Linked DNA regions of Mus musculus: region 1 is linked to region 2. A link is a contact called in public HiChIP or PLAC-seq data. All regions are on one chromosome and are shown on one strand. Each heading gives the region's core, a stretch centred on a gene start, on an enhancer-like site or on the middle of the called end of the contact. The rest is flanking DNA. Distances are from core to core; before and after follow the strand shown. Region 1 has its middle 40 kb from the start of Gm25214. Region 2 overlaps Atp9a (ATPase, class II, type 9A).

Region 1 (6,506 bases), core at 2,630-5,129, 150 kb before region 2:
TTCACCGGGGAAGTACTCATGAAATGTGGCTGTGGCCAGTGTTCCTGTCCCCACAAGTCACTTCTCTTGATAAGAGCCTAGAACCAGAGATCGTTCCAGAAGCAAGTTTGTCACCCAGTTGTGACCACAAGAATAGAAGAGGAAGAAACTTTCCGGGCAGGAGAGATGACCTGGAAGTTTGGAGCACTCTTTTTTTTTTTTTTTTTTAAAGATTTATTTATTTATTTATTTATTTATTTATTTTATGTATGTGAGTACAATGTAGCTGTACAGATGGTTGTGAGCCTTCATGTGGTTGTTGGAAATTGAACTTTTAGGACCTCTGCTCTCTTCGGTCAGCCCCGCTCACTCCAGCCCAAAGATTTATTTAGTATTACACATAAGTGCACTGTAGCTGCCTTCAGACAGGCCAGAAGAGGATGTCAGATCTCATTATGGATGATTGTGAGCCACCTTGTGGTTGCTGGGATTCGAACTCAGGGCCTTCGGAAGAGCAGTCAGTGCTCTTACCCGCTGAGCCATCTCTGCAGCCCCTGGAGCACTCTGCTTCTGCAGAGGACCCAGTTCAATGTCCAGCACCCACATAGTGTCTCTCAACCATCAATGGCCCCAGTTCCAGGGAATTCCATGCCTTCTTTTAAACTCCGAGGACATCAGGAATGTTCCTGGTACCCATTCATGCACGCAAACGAAACATTCATAAACATAAAATAAATGCACCTTAAAAATATGACTTCCTGGGGGGGGTTCCTCCCCCCTCCGCCAAGAAGATGGGTGTTCAATCCAGATTTCCTCCTACTGCTTTGGACATAATCTCGAGGGTGCTAGGAGTGTCTTTAAGGTGCGAGCCTGGGTGCCAGCAGCCCCAACAGGCAAGGGTTGGCCACCTGTCCCTAACACTCCAAGGAGCAAGTCCTGGTGAGAGGCAGAGAGAGGAGAGGAGATGCACTCAGTGCCACCAAACTGCATAAAGGCAAAGCAATCCGGAGACCCCTGAGTCCATCCTCAGGGAACTGGATGACCTTCAGACTTCAATGCAAGATTGAGCAAGGGTACCCTAGCAAAGATTTTGGGGGGCAGGGGCTGCTCTCCATCATCACTATCCTTATCCTGAGATCTGGTCCTCTGTCCTGCACTTGAGGGGATAAGTCAGGCAGTTTGACCAGGGTGTGGCCTCACCCTCTTAGGTAATTATCCTCCTTTAAGGGGGAGTGGATTGTTCTTCTAGGTTCAGCTCTTCCTGGAATCTAAGGGCCTGCGGTGTTAGGACATTAACTTATCTCAGTGCCTTCAGCACAAAATGAAGGCAGAGGTATCTGGCGTCCATCTGGCTCCTAGGTGGCTGTGGGTCTGAGAGCTGTTGATGCTTTTTTTTTTTTTTAACCAAAGAGGTTATAAGGTGCCAGTTCCATGACTGTGAGCTCAGGCTGCTGCAGTCATGCTGTGACTTTGGGGACCCAGCAGGGACCCAGGAAAGGGTAGGGCTGGTTTCTCTTTGGTAATTGGTGATCTCCTGATGCCACCTTTTGGTGACCTTTGGCGGTGGCTGCTGCTTCTTCTTCTTCTTCTTCTTCTTCTTCTTCTTCTTCTTCTTCTTCTTCTTCTTCTCCTTCTCCTCCTCCTCCTCCTCCTCCTCCTCCTCCTCCTTCTTCCTCTCCTCCTCCTCCTCTTCTTCGAATTATTTATTTTGTGTGTATGAGTTCACTGTAGCTGTCTTCAGACACACCAGTAGAGGGCATCGGATCCCATTACAGATGGTTGTGAGCCACCATGTGGTTGCTGGGAATTGAACTCAGGACCTCTGGAAGAGCAGCCAGTGATCTTAGCCGTCTCTCCAGCCCGACCCTTGGGTTCTTGCTAAGGGAAGAAAACAGTGGCATCGGGTGCAAATTTTGTCCACAGTTGGTACCTGCATCTGAGAACTAGCCTAGAGAACATGCATGGTGTAACTCTATCCCCTTACAGGGAAAGATCCCGGGCGCGAGTGCGCGTTCTTGAGCTAGACGCCTACTGAGGCCAAGTTGGAGCCCATGGAGTCCCCCTGGAGCAGGGGTTACATGTTGTTATGAATTGTCCAACATGGATTCTGGGACCCAAACTCGGGTCCCCTGTAAGCGCAGCAAATGCTCTTCACCACTGGGCCATCCCTCCATCCTCACCCCGCCACCACCACCTTTTTGTCTTTTAAAGGCACCACAAAAACAAACAAACAAGCACCTCATTACTCTGTGTGATAACCTAAAAACTAAATCAATAATGAAGTAATGACAGATAAAGGCAACAGTGTGTCGCTTAGAGCCCAGCCTTCTGACCTCAGGGCTGTACTTTGAATCTAGGTATCTCCCCACAGGCACACGCTCTGATCACTCAGTCCCCGACAAGTGGTGTGATTTTGGAGGGTTAAAGTGATGGAAACAGGTCACTAGGGGTGGCTCTTTAAAAATGAAGCACACCCTCTGTTCTGATCCTAAGTGTTCCGGTGTCCTGCCTGCTGCCAAGTGGACAAGCAAGCAGCTGCTCCGGTCGGCTGCCACCAAGCGAGACTCTTTCACCCCTCACCCCACCACGATGCACTCTGAAACCATGAGTCAAAATGTATCCTCCCTCCCTCCCTCCCTCCCTCCCTCCCTCCCTCCCTCCCTCTCTCCCTCCCTCCCTCTCTTCCTCCCTCCATTGCTTCTGTCAGGCATTTTCATGACCGTGGTGAGAAAAGCAACTGTTTTACATTTTTGTATTTTTATTTATATGTGTATGTATGTACTCCACACGCATGCATGTAATGCCAGAGGATGCCAGAAGAGGGCAATGTACGCTGCCCAAGAGGGGTGATGGGACCCAAATTAGAGCTCTGGGAGCCATCAAATAATTGGTTTAACCTTAGTTTTCTCCTTAAAACGTCTGTCTCCAACCACAGTCACTTTGTGCATTGGAGCACACGTGAGTCAGGTCCTCACCAGTGTCCTCAGCGGACAACTTGCAAGGCATGGTTCTCTCTTTCCACCATGCGGGTCCCGGGGATCCAGGTCAGGTGATGAAGCTTAGCGGGAAGAGTCTTTACCCTCCGAGCCTTTGACCCTCACTGCCTGACCCAATTTTCATAGCTAGAGAGAGCTGGACTTAGGTGTAAGAGCCAGATGCTGAACTCTGGGGAGGCGCTGTTCACGGGTAGTATGACCCGGATGCTGGTCGGATCGGAAGCCGCCTTCAGTGTATCAGGGATTCTTGTTATTTTTTAATCCCCAATACTTCCGTGTACTCGGTTTTGATTTTTTGTTTGTTTGTTTTGTTTTTTGTTTTTTGTTTTTTTTTTTTTCCTGGCTGTTGAGATACTTTCCCGACTGGTCTAAAATCTCGTATTTTGGAGCTTGAGTCAGAAAATCTGAAGCCAGTTTCCACTTTGTGCACTCACTGGGTGACTCTCACACAGTGCGGGATGATACGGGATCCACTTTATTGGACGATTGTTAGGGAGCGTGTTCAGGTTTTCAAAAACCCATGGATGAGACTTAGGAAGAAAAAAGATTCGAATAGGAAAAGTTCCCGGGGAGAACTCTACCCTCCCCCACCCCATCCCCGGAGAGTCTGAGGGCCCCTGGGAAGGCTTCCCTCGTTTAGAGTGCAATAAATATGACAATGTAAAAAAACAAAAACTGTGAGTCGTCCTTCCGGAATCTAAACAGAATGAAAAAAAAGTCTAGAATTGCAAATATCACAGTCGTGAGCCCTTGGGACAAAGACTATGCTGATGTAACCTTGAAGCAGAAAATAAACAAACAAAAAGGGAGCAAAAAAATATTCAAGGCTAGGATGGAGCAGGCTGGCCAACGCCCTTTCCTGAAAAGCCCTTGTAGGGTGAGAAGGCAGGCGTCTTCACGCCTAGCACCCAGCGTGTCCCTCCTAGCTAGGTTTGATCCTCTAATGTCCTTTGGTCTCCTTCCCTCCCCACAAGTAAATTCCTCCTTCCAGTCTCCAATCTACTGGCGACACCCTGCAGCCCCTGTATGCTTTATCTGCGGATTCAGATTCAGGCTGTGGCTTTACCCAGGTGGCTTCTTGTAACTTTACTCGACAATTTGGAAAAACAAACAATTCCATTCCGACCTTCCGATTTCGTAGGCTTCTGCGTTCCCCTCCCAAGTCTGCCTTTGTCAGGACCCCGTTATTACAGATTGAGGTCACTAACTGATGGCCCTGGCTTGGGGTATTTCTTTTTCTTTCTTTCTTTCTTTCTTTCTTTCTTTTTTTTCTTTCCTTCTTCCCCACCTTAAAATGCTAACTTAGCTGGTGACCGATGGCAATTATATAAATGGTCTTTGTTTGGACTTATCTGATCTTTCCCTATCAAGGGGTTTAATCTCAGCCTTCCTGGAAAGCCTCAGCTTGGCTGTGAAGATGCAAGCAATCTTCCACAGCTGTTTCTGAGCCCCTGCTGCGAGCTGTTTACCCTTGTAAGCCCCCACTTGCGATTAAGAATTGCTGCATTTAAAATTCTATTTTTTTTAATATATGCGTTTATTTAGAGAGACTGTGTGCATTCGTGCGTGCATGCACACTCGGAGGTCAGGGGACAGCTTTTGGAAGTAAGTTCTCTTCTTCCACTTTGAGTGGGTTTCTGGAATCGAACTGGAGACATCAGCCTTGGCAACAGGAACATTTACCCACTGAGCCATCTGGCCAGCCCATGTCACTTATTGTTAAGAAAAAGAAATATATACATTATATATTAATATATAAAAACATATAATATACATTAATATATGCGGCAAAGAAGGAATCTCCTCCAGGTAATACGGTTGGGGCGATATGAAAGTTTTATATCAATACTGGGAGTCCCAAATATCAGTTTCCAGTCCCATTTGGAACATTTCGTTGCTATGTGAGTGGCCACTTTATACAAATTTGGGAAGGAGCCACAGAAGGAAGGAAATAAAAGCCACCTCTCCGGCTGGAGTCCCTCATGGGTGCAAGGTCCTGGGATCTGTGGGGGAGGGGCAAGCCCTTCCCGTCCTGCAATAAGCATTTTAAACCCTGGGCCGCACCTGTGTTTACAAACCGTAGCTGTATTCTCGGGATTTGCTGTGTGGGTGACAACAAGCCCTCTCAAATGTGCATTTTAGAAAAATCCAAAATCTGTTTTAAAGAGGAGAAATGAAGGTGGCCGATGGGACTCGGCGTGTGCCTTACTGGCCCCTCCCTGCCCTGCTCCCTACACCCGCCAAGCTTTTCACACCTGGAATGTTGGGGGGCGGGGGAGCTCTAGGTGGAAATGTCGGGGACTCACTCTTACTTCAGAACTGGGGCTACACTCTCTTCCCTCTTAGGCGAGGCTTCAGCCGGGCGGCGGCGGCGGCTTCATCACGGTAATACAATTTTGTATGTTAAACAACAGATGTCAAACAGAAAAAAAGAGACGGGCCTTGGCTTTTCTTTCCCTGTGGCCCTCTTCCCCCCTCCCCTCTAAAGCAGCCATTTTTTCAGTTGCTATGACAGTGGTGTAGGAGTCTATCATTTTCCCATGCCTGCTGTATGTTAATGTGGAATCCATGCAGGCGTTATCTGGTTAGGCTGGGGGGCGGGGGGCAGCCTGCCCTCCCGGTCCCCTCCCCCACCCCGTCCTCAGTTTCCTCTCTAAGGAGTGATGTGTGTAAAGCCCTAAGTTTCATTTGCTTATTAACGTATCAGTTACAATCAGCCACAGAGTAACTGAAGCCCCCAGCGTGTGTTTACAAAGCAAGCTTTGAAATGAACAGAAGAGAGCTAGACTCATATTTTGTGTGTCATCTAAGACAGTCCTGCCCTTCCACCCTAACTCCGAAAACATCAGACCAGTCCACATGGAGGAGGGGACCGAAGCTCCTTCAAAATTTCCCCAAGCTGAGATAATCATAAGGTTTTCATAAGAATCTTTCTAACAAAGATGGTGAAGAAATCAAGAAAAAAGAAAAAAAAAAACGTTATGGAAGGAATCGGAGTAAAGAAAAACTTATTCTTTAAAACCAAACGGAGAGAAAGTGGAAGTTGGCCCCACCAGAGGGTCACTCTTCTTGGTGGTTTCGGTCTGTGTGAAATCCTTTGTCATTCCTGAAAGAATTTGTGAATCAGAATCATTGATTAGGGGCCTCAGAGTTAACTGTGCTTAAACAGAGAGCAACAAAGAAAAGGGAAGTTTTTTTTTCTTTTTTCTTTTTTTTAAGCTTCAGAAACAGGCCAGGACAGAAGCAAAATTAACCCCCAACGTGATTGATAGCATGCTTCACGTTATCCCCCCCCCCCTTCATTTCCAACAGAATACAGCCATGCCTGTCAGCCGAGGTTGGCACCCCCCCCCTTTCTCTTCTTCCTAATCCCTTAAAAAAAAATCTTGAGCCAGTAGGCCTCTAAAATGATTGCTTCAATTGTCAGTAGTTGCTTTCTTCACATTGTCCGGCTTTTCGGAGGCATCTGGCACATTTTATTCCGTTTTTGTTATTTTGAGCTGTTCTTTTATCATTTACCCACAGGAAGCA
Region 2 (6,435 bases), core at 2,328-4,827:
CTTGTCAGCTGGGATGGGGAGAGAGGGAAAGTTTTCTCTTTGTACCTATTGCTCAGGCTCAGGCTGAGGCTCTAGGACAACAGGGAAACATTTGTCTGAGAGAGAAGAATGAGGTAAGGGCAGAGCCGAGGGGATGGAACCCAGGCCTGCCTGAAGACAAGGCTCCTCTAGAGGCAGGAGCCACTGTGCAGGAGGCAGGGGAGCGCCTAGTGTGCGTGCTGATGAGGTCAGCTGCTCCAGTGTGTGCAGCCCTAGTGCTACAGCTACAGCGGGCTCTTGATTGCCGGCTTTGAAATGTGTGCGCGTGCATGTATGTGCATGTATGTGTATGAGTGCCAGTGTGCATGTGTGTGTGTGTGCATGTGTGTATCCACAGAATGTAAGTCAGAGAATAAAACCAGGTGTCATCTTCATTTGGGACAAGCGTCTCTATTTCTTTCATTTCTCCCTCTCTATTTTATACACACAGACACTGTCTGTCTGTTTTGCCTGTCTGTCTTGTCTGTCTACCTATCTGTCTGTCATCAGCCTGGGTTGGCCTCAAGGAGAGCCCTGAGCTTGTTCCTGAGGCAGAGGCAGGGGGATTTCTGGATTTGAGGCCAGCCTGGTCTACAGAGTGAGTTCCAGGACAGCCAGGGCTACACAGAGAAACCCTGTTTTAAAAAAAAACCAAACCAAACAAACAGCTGTCTTCTCTAACCAACAGTGTTCAAGGGTGCTGAAGTTCCAGGAAATGAGGCCAGAGAGAGATGTGAAGGGGATGGCCCAGCAGAAACCAGTTCCTCAGAAAGATCTTAGCTCACCTCAGACAGCGGGAGAGCAGAACAGCGATGGGAGACGCAGGCCGGGTCAGGGGAGACCACGCAAATGGACTTCTCCTCAGACTCTTTTTTTTTTTTTTTTTTTCTTTTCAATAAGTTTGATGCTTAGGGGAGGGGTGCCTGTGAGTGGGTGAGCGGCAAGGGCTAGAGAAGGGTGTGTGCCTGTGAGGGACGTGAGAGACATGGGCCGGGACTTGCATTTCCACAGATGATACCTGACTCTTCACAGGGCCTGCCTTCCCGCCATGCAGGACTGAATGAAGCTGAGGTAATTAGCCTTGGGAGAAAGTGCACGCAGAAACATAACGAGTGCAGGAGCCTCCTCCTGCTGGGGACATCTGGGCAGACAGCTAGCCATCAGTGCAGAGCCATAGGCCCATGTCCGCCCGCTACACAGAGCCTTTTCTCAGGGTCCTGCTGGATACTAAATGTGTCCCTCGCCTCGCCTCTCTCAGGTCTCCTACTCTGTGGAGTCCTGTGTTAGCTCAGCTGTAGAGTGCTCAGGGCCAGAGCATTCATCTTTAGAGAGTCTCTTGTGGACGGTTTCCTAGGGTTGTGGTGAGTGGTGTTCCCTTCTGACCTGAGCATCCCTGCGTTTCCTTTAGGGGGGTCCTGTTCCACTTTAATCAGCACAAAAGGATGCAGTCGTTAATGGGAACTGGTTCAGTTAGTCGTTACTGAGGCACTGCTTGTCTGACTTCAGAGAGTAGACTGTGTTTAATGACTGAATATGAATTGAACTCACATAGCTCTACCCACGTCTGCTTCCCAAGTGCTACCTCACTGGGCTACGTAGTTTTCATTGTTGTTTATGGGTGCTGTGTTGCTTGCATGTATGTGTGTGGACCATGTACATGCAGAGCCTGTGGTGCCTGAAGAGGTCACAGATGACCTGGAAATGCGTGGAACCTGTTACAGGTGGTCATGAGTCCCCATGTGGGTGCTGGGACTCAAATAAGGCCCTCTCCAAGGGTGGCCAGTGCTCTTAACCACTGAGCCATCTCTTCCGCCCAGTGTCTATTTTTATAAGGAGAGAACTGTAGTGCTAGACTTTAAAACTTTGTCTTAGTTAGGGTGTTACTGCTGTGAGCAGATACCATGACCAAGGCAACTCTTATAAGGACAACATTTAATTGTGGCTGGGTTACAGTGTTTTTATTAAGGCAGGAGCATAGCAGCGTCCAGGCAGGCATGGCACAGGAGGAGCTGTGAATTCTACATCTTTTCTGAAGGCAGACAGAAGATTGGCCAAGCTCATGCCACAGTGTCATACTTCCTCCAACAAGGCCACACCTATTTGACAAGGTCTGAATAGTATCACTTAATAGGATCACTCCCTGTGGGCCAAAGCCTTCAAACACATGAGTCTGTGGGGGCCAAAACTATTCAAACCACTACAGAGTTCTTTCCCCTACTTTTATTTACTAATGTCTGGTGTGTGTGTGTGTGTGTGTGTGTGTGTGACTCAGGATATCGGGCTTTTGTGGTGAGTGCTTAACTAGTTAAGCCATGTTGCTGGCCCCAGTAATGGACCTCTTGATGTTAAGGTGTTAAAGTCCTGCAAAGACCCTTCAGGACAGGGCTCAAGGCTGGTTCCTGAGCCTAGAAAAAAAATCTGCCCCACCCCACCCCAGTAAGGTCGAGGCCGGCAGCTCAGTTGAGTCTTTAAGAGGGACTTATTTATTACAGACTCCTGAGGTCAGACAGATGCAAAGCGATACTTGAAGTTTTTCTTTGCTAATATTCGGTACTTATGGTAATTCATTGGTAAATGGATCCATTGTTTAGTGGAAAACAAAACAAAACAAAAACAAAAACCCTGAATATCTTCACATTAAAATTGTACGGTTAATCATTTCAGATACACACATGCATTTATTTCTTTTCTTTTTCTTTTTTTTTTTTGGTTTTCCGAGACAGGGTTTCTCTGTAGCCCTGGCTGTCCTGGAACTCACTCTGTAGACCAGGCTGGCCTCAAACTCAGAAATCCTCCTGCCTCTGCCTCCTGAATGCTGGGATTAAAGGCGTGCGCCACCACGCCCGGCTGTATTTATTTCTTGTGGGTGTGGTTGTGGGTGTGCTGGCACCCGTGGAAGGCAAAGGATCACTTGGGTGAGTTCTCATCTTTCCATGTGGGTCCTGGGGAATCCCCCCAGCACTGTAGCTTCTCTCAGAAGCCACTTCCTGCTCCTAGGCTGTTAGACGATTTGTCTTTTTGGGACATTGCCAACTGGTTTTAGCCATTGATATATTTATTGAAAAGTGTCTATAACTTACAACTTGAATATAAACTTACAATATTTAAAAGCAATCCCTCCCGCCTCCGTCTGGTTCTTAACTGACTTAAGCAAAGGTGCTTGGTAGCCTTGGCTTGTATTGCCAGTGAGTCTTTTCCTGGGTTTGGAACTGCCACCGCCGCCATTTGAATGTGAAAGCTTCACCTTTAAGCCGGGAGGAGGTATTTTGATGTCAGCCCCAGGAAGTGTACTCGGGAGTGGAATTTACAGCTCGTCTGTCCGCTGCCACAGTTCGATTAGAGAGTGATCCATTAGCCATTGCCCTGCGCTCACCGTGAAAACTAGAAATGTAACTCGAGTGTTCGGGGTCAAAACCAGGCCCCCGCGGGCCTGTGCCCTGGAATTTGTTTAAGGCTGGTTTCCCTCCTTGGGGGTGGGTGGGGGTGGAGTACGTGTAGATCCTTCTGAGTTGTCACTTACGCGCTTCAGTCCGAGGAAACATCTGGTGTCTCCCTGCCACAGAGACAGGCCGCTCTTATTCTAGGGCTGTCACCCATGAAAGGCCGCTGCGGCCCTGCTGGTGTGCTTATGAAAGGCTTGGGGGCCAGCGCTATAGAAATAAACAGCTGTGCTCATTGGCTGTTTGTCCTCGGTATACGCGGCCTGCGAGCCTGCTGGGGTGAGGCGGAGAAAGTGGCCGGTTAATGATCAGGGCAGTGTCTGGAAAATTTTCCATGTCACTTTCGTAAGAATCTCACTCCAGCTTCTGTTGGAGTCTCCAACAGTGCACGGAAGAAAAACAAAACAAAACAAAACAAAACATAACAACCCCCCCATCAAAACCCAAAGAGCCTTGGGGCTGGCAGGGTGGCTCAGTGGTAAAGGTGCTTGCTGCTGAGCCTAAGGACCCGAGGTCGAGTCCACTTGGTGGAAAGGTTGCACTCTGACATCTGCATGTGTGCAGTGGCACACGTGTACTACACATATGCACAATAAATAAATACATACATAAAAAGCATGTGTGAAGGAGTCTTAGGGCCTAGTGGTGGATTCTGGGTAGAGCACCCCAGAAGGGGAAAGGATGGGTTCTGGGGCTCACTTCTCAGGGTGCTTTCTGAGGAAGCTCTGGTACTATGTCCCCTCTTGAGCTGGCTGTAGACTAGTCAAAACCAAGTGCAGATCCCATGTTAAAATTTAAGATTTAAAAACCGTGTGTGTGTTTGTGTGTATGTGTGTGTGTGTGTTTGTGTGTGTTTGTGTGTTATGTGTGTGTTTGTGTGTGTGTGTATGCACATGTTTGTGTGTCTAATGTGTGTGTGTATGCACATGTTTGTGTGTCTAATGTGTGTGTGTATGCATGTGTTTGTGTGTGTGTTTGTGTGTATGTGTTTGTGTATGTGTTTGTGTGTGTATTGAGGTAAGAGGACAACTTTCAGGAGTTGCCTCTCTCCTACCCTGTGGGTCCCTGGGATCAAACTCAGATCGTGAGGCTTGGCAGCAGACCCCTTTACTCACTGAGCCACCTTGCTGGCCCTCCAGTAAGGATTTTCAGCTCTCGCCTTGGCTGCACCGGTGCTTCCTGCTCCCGTTTCTGTGCCCCGTCCCCACCCTCCCCCTTCTCTGTTCCTCCTCCTGCTCTTTCCACTTCTCTTCCTCCTTTCTGGAAGACAGAGGTTAATTCTCGCTTAGGAGTTGTGGGTTCTAAATTGCCTTTCACTTTGGGAGTTGGTACCAGCCACTGAAGACTGCGTCTCTGTCCTCCAGCGCCTCAGGAAATAGGGCTGGTGAGGCACCTCAGTGGATACAGGCTCTTGTCGCCAAACTCGACAGGTTAAGTCCTCTCCACAGGACTCAGAGTGGAAGGAGGAAACTAACTCCTGAAAGTTGTCATCAGCCTCCACAGACGTGTGCACACCCCCCCCCCATCCCATCGTCACCACCACCACCATGTATGGGGTGGGCCATACACACTTAATGCAAGGCACCATCACTACTGTAACAGGTGTGGGTCTAGGGCTCTCTTGATCTCTTTCTTTAGTTTTTATGTTTTTATTTACATGTATGGGTATTTTGCATGCATGTGTGTCTGTGCGCCATGTGTACACAGTGGCCGTGGATGCCAGAGAACAGTGTCAGATCCCCTCAAACTGGAGTTAACAGGTGGTTGTGAGCTACCATGTGAGTACTGGGAATAAACCCTTAGTCTTCTGGAAGAGCAGCCAGGTTTCTTGTTTTGTTTTGTTTTGTTTTGTTTTGTTTTTTGAGACAGGGTTTCTCTGTGTAGCCCTGGATATCCTGGAACTCACTTTGTAGACCAGGCTGGCCTCGAACTCAGAAATCCGCAGCAGCCAGGTTTCTTAACTGAGGAGCCATCTCTCCTATCTTGGTCTCTCTTGAAGCTGCTGACCTATGGCTCATCCTCCCTACCACCCCCGGTGACAGTCCCTGGTTAAGCAACACAAGTGTCCGGTCATGTAGGGGTCCTCTGGTCTGCTGGAGACCTTGCTGGCTGGGCCAGGTCTAGCAGGCTTGCTTGCAGTGGAGGATTAACATGCTGGGAGACCTAGTGACTGCAGACATGCTGGGTTAGAGGGTGTGCTGAGGTAGAGTGGCTGGCCTGAGGGAGTCTAACTGATCATAACTCAGGGCTGCACGTGGAAGGAAAAGACTGTGGGCCTAGCAGTTCAAGTTTTTGAGTTAGTTTATTTTATATATGTGTGTGTGTGTGTGTGTATGTATATATATATATATATATATATATATATTTTAATATATTTGTCTCTAGTTGGAAAAGCAACCTACCTCATGCTTATTGTAAAAAGAAAAAGTGAGAAGGATTTAGAGAGAAATCTCAGTGTTGATAGAATGAATCCCTGTCGAGCCCCTGAAAGCCTGTTCTCTGTCAAGTTCACAGACACACAGGCCCAGGGGTGGCGGCTTCAGCAGTAAGTTAGGCTTAACCATTGGCAAAGAGCTGAACCTGGGTGTGGTCGTTAACGTTAGGCCCTTGGCATACATTTGCTAATAAAACCAGAGACTGTAAGTGAAGTTTCGTAAAGTTGGGAGGACCTCCTGAGGAGGAGTTCACTGGAGCCGAGGGTGGGGCAGGGCTTCAGATATCTGTCTAACATCAAGGCTTTGGTGCTGGAACCAGCCCTGAGCCTGGAGTCCTCCAGAGCTCTAACCCTTCCTGCCTGGAGTTGTTGGTGCCCCCTGGTGGAGCAGGAAAGCAAGTCAGGCTAATTTCTCCATTTCAAATTCCACTGGGTACCAAGAAAATTACAGGAGTAATTTCTCCATCTCTGGAATTCTCTATTGCCTCTGCCCCCGCCTTCTCCTCGTGTGTGTGTGTGTGTGTGTGTGTGTGTGAGGGGGGG

The links. HiChIP or PLAC-seq counts read pairs in DNA pulled down with a chosen protein or histone mark.
Region 1: a contact with region 2 is called in an H3K27ac HiChIP or PLAC-seq map of embryonic stem cells, with 12 read pairs. The contact joins two enhancer-like sites. A contact is called at or near these places in 4 of 39 promoter capture datasets (3T3-L1-derived adipocytes, the HPC-7 cell line, cranial neural crest and 1 more), 2 of 15 datasets of contacts at CTCF or cohesin (embryonic stem cells and stem cell-derived epiblast-like cells), 9 of 484 Hi-C or Micro-C datasets (adipose-derived mesenchymal stem cells, embryonic stem cells, nephron progenitors and 2 more) and 14 of 115 datasets of contacts at active chromatin or transcription factors (embryonic basal ganglia, embryonic hindbrain, embryonic midbrain and 4 more).

The regions. Positions count from the first base shown.
Region 1 is chr2:168,838,959-168,845,464 of GRCm38.p6, reverse strand. No RefSeq gene overlaps it. Among named protein-coding and RNA genes, the nearest start is that of Gm25214, 40 kb to the left of the region's middle. Within about 2 kb of position 3,879, at least 30 of the 459 cell types and tissues checked have an H3K27ac peak or open chromatin away from gene starts, as enhancers often do. A contact at or near this core is called in embryonic stem cells, where this site is marked.
Region 2 is chr2:168,691,738-168,698,172 of GRCm38.p6, reverse strand. All of the region lies in intron 4 of Atp9a (ATPase, class II, type 9A), which reads left to right. Among named protein-coding and RNA genes, the nearest start is that of Atp9a, 47 kb to the left of the region's middle. RefSeq lists an enhancer at 2,281-5,054. Within about 2 kb of position 3,577, at least 41 of the 459 cell types and tissues checked have an H3K27ac peak or open chromatin away from gene starts, as enhancers often do. A contact at or near this core is called in embryonic stem cells, where this site is marked.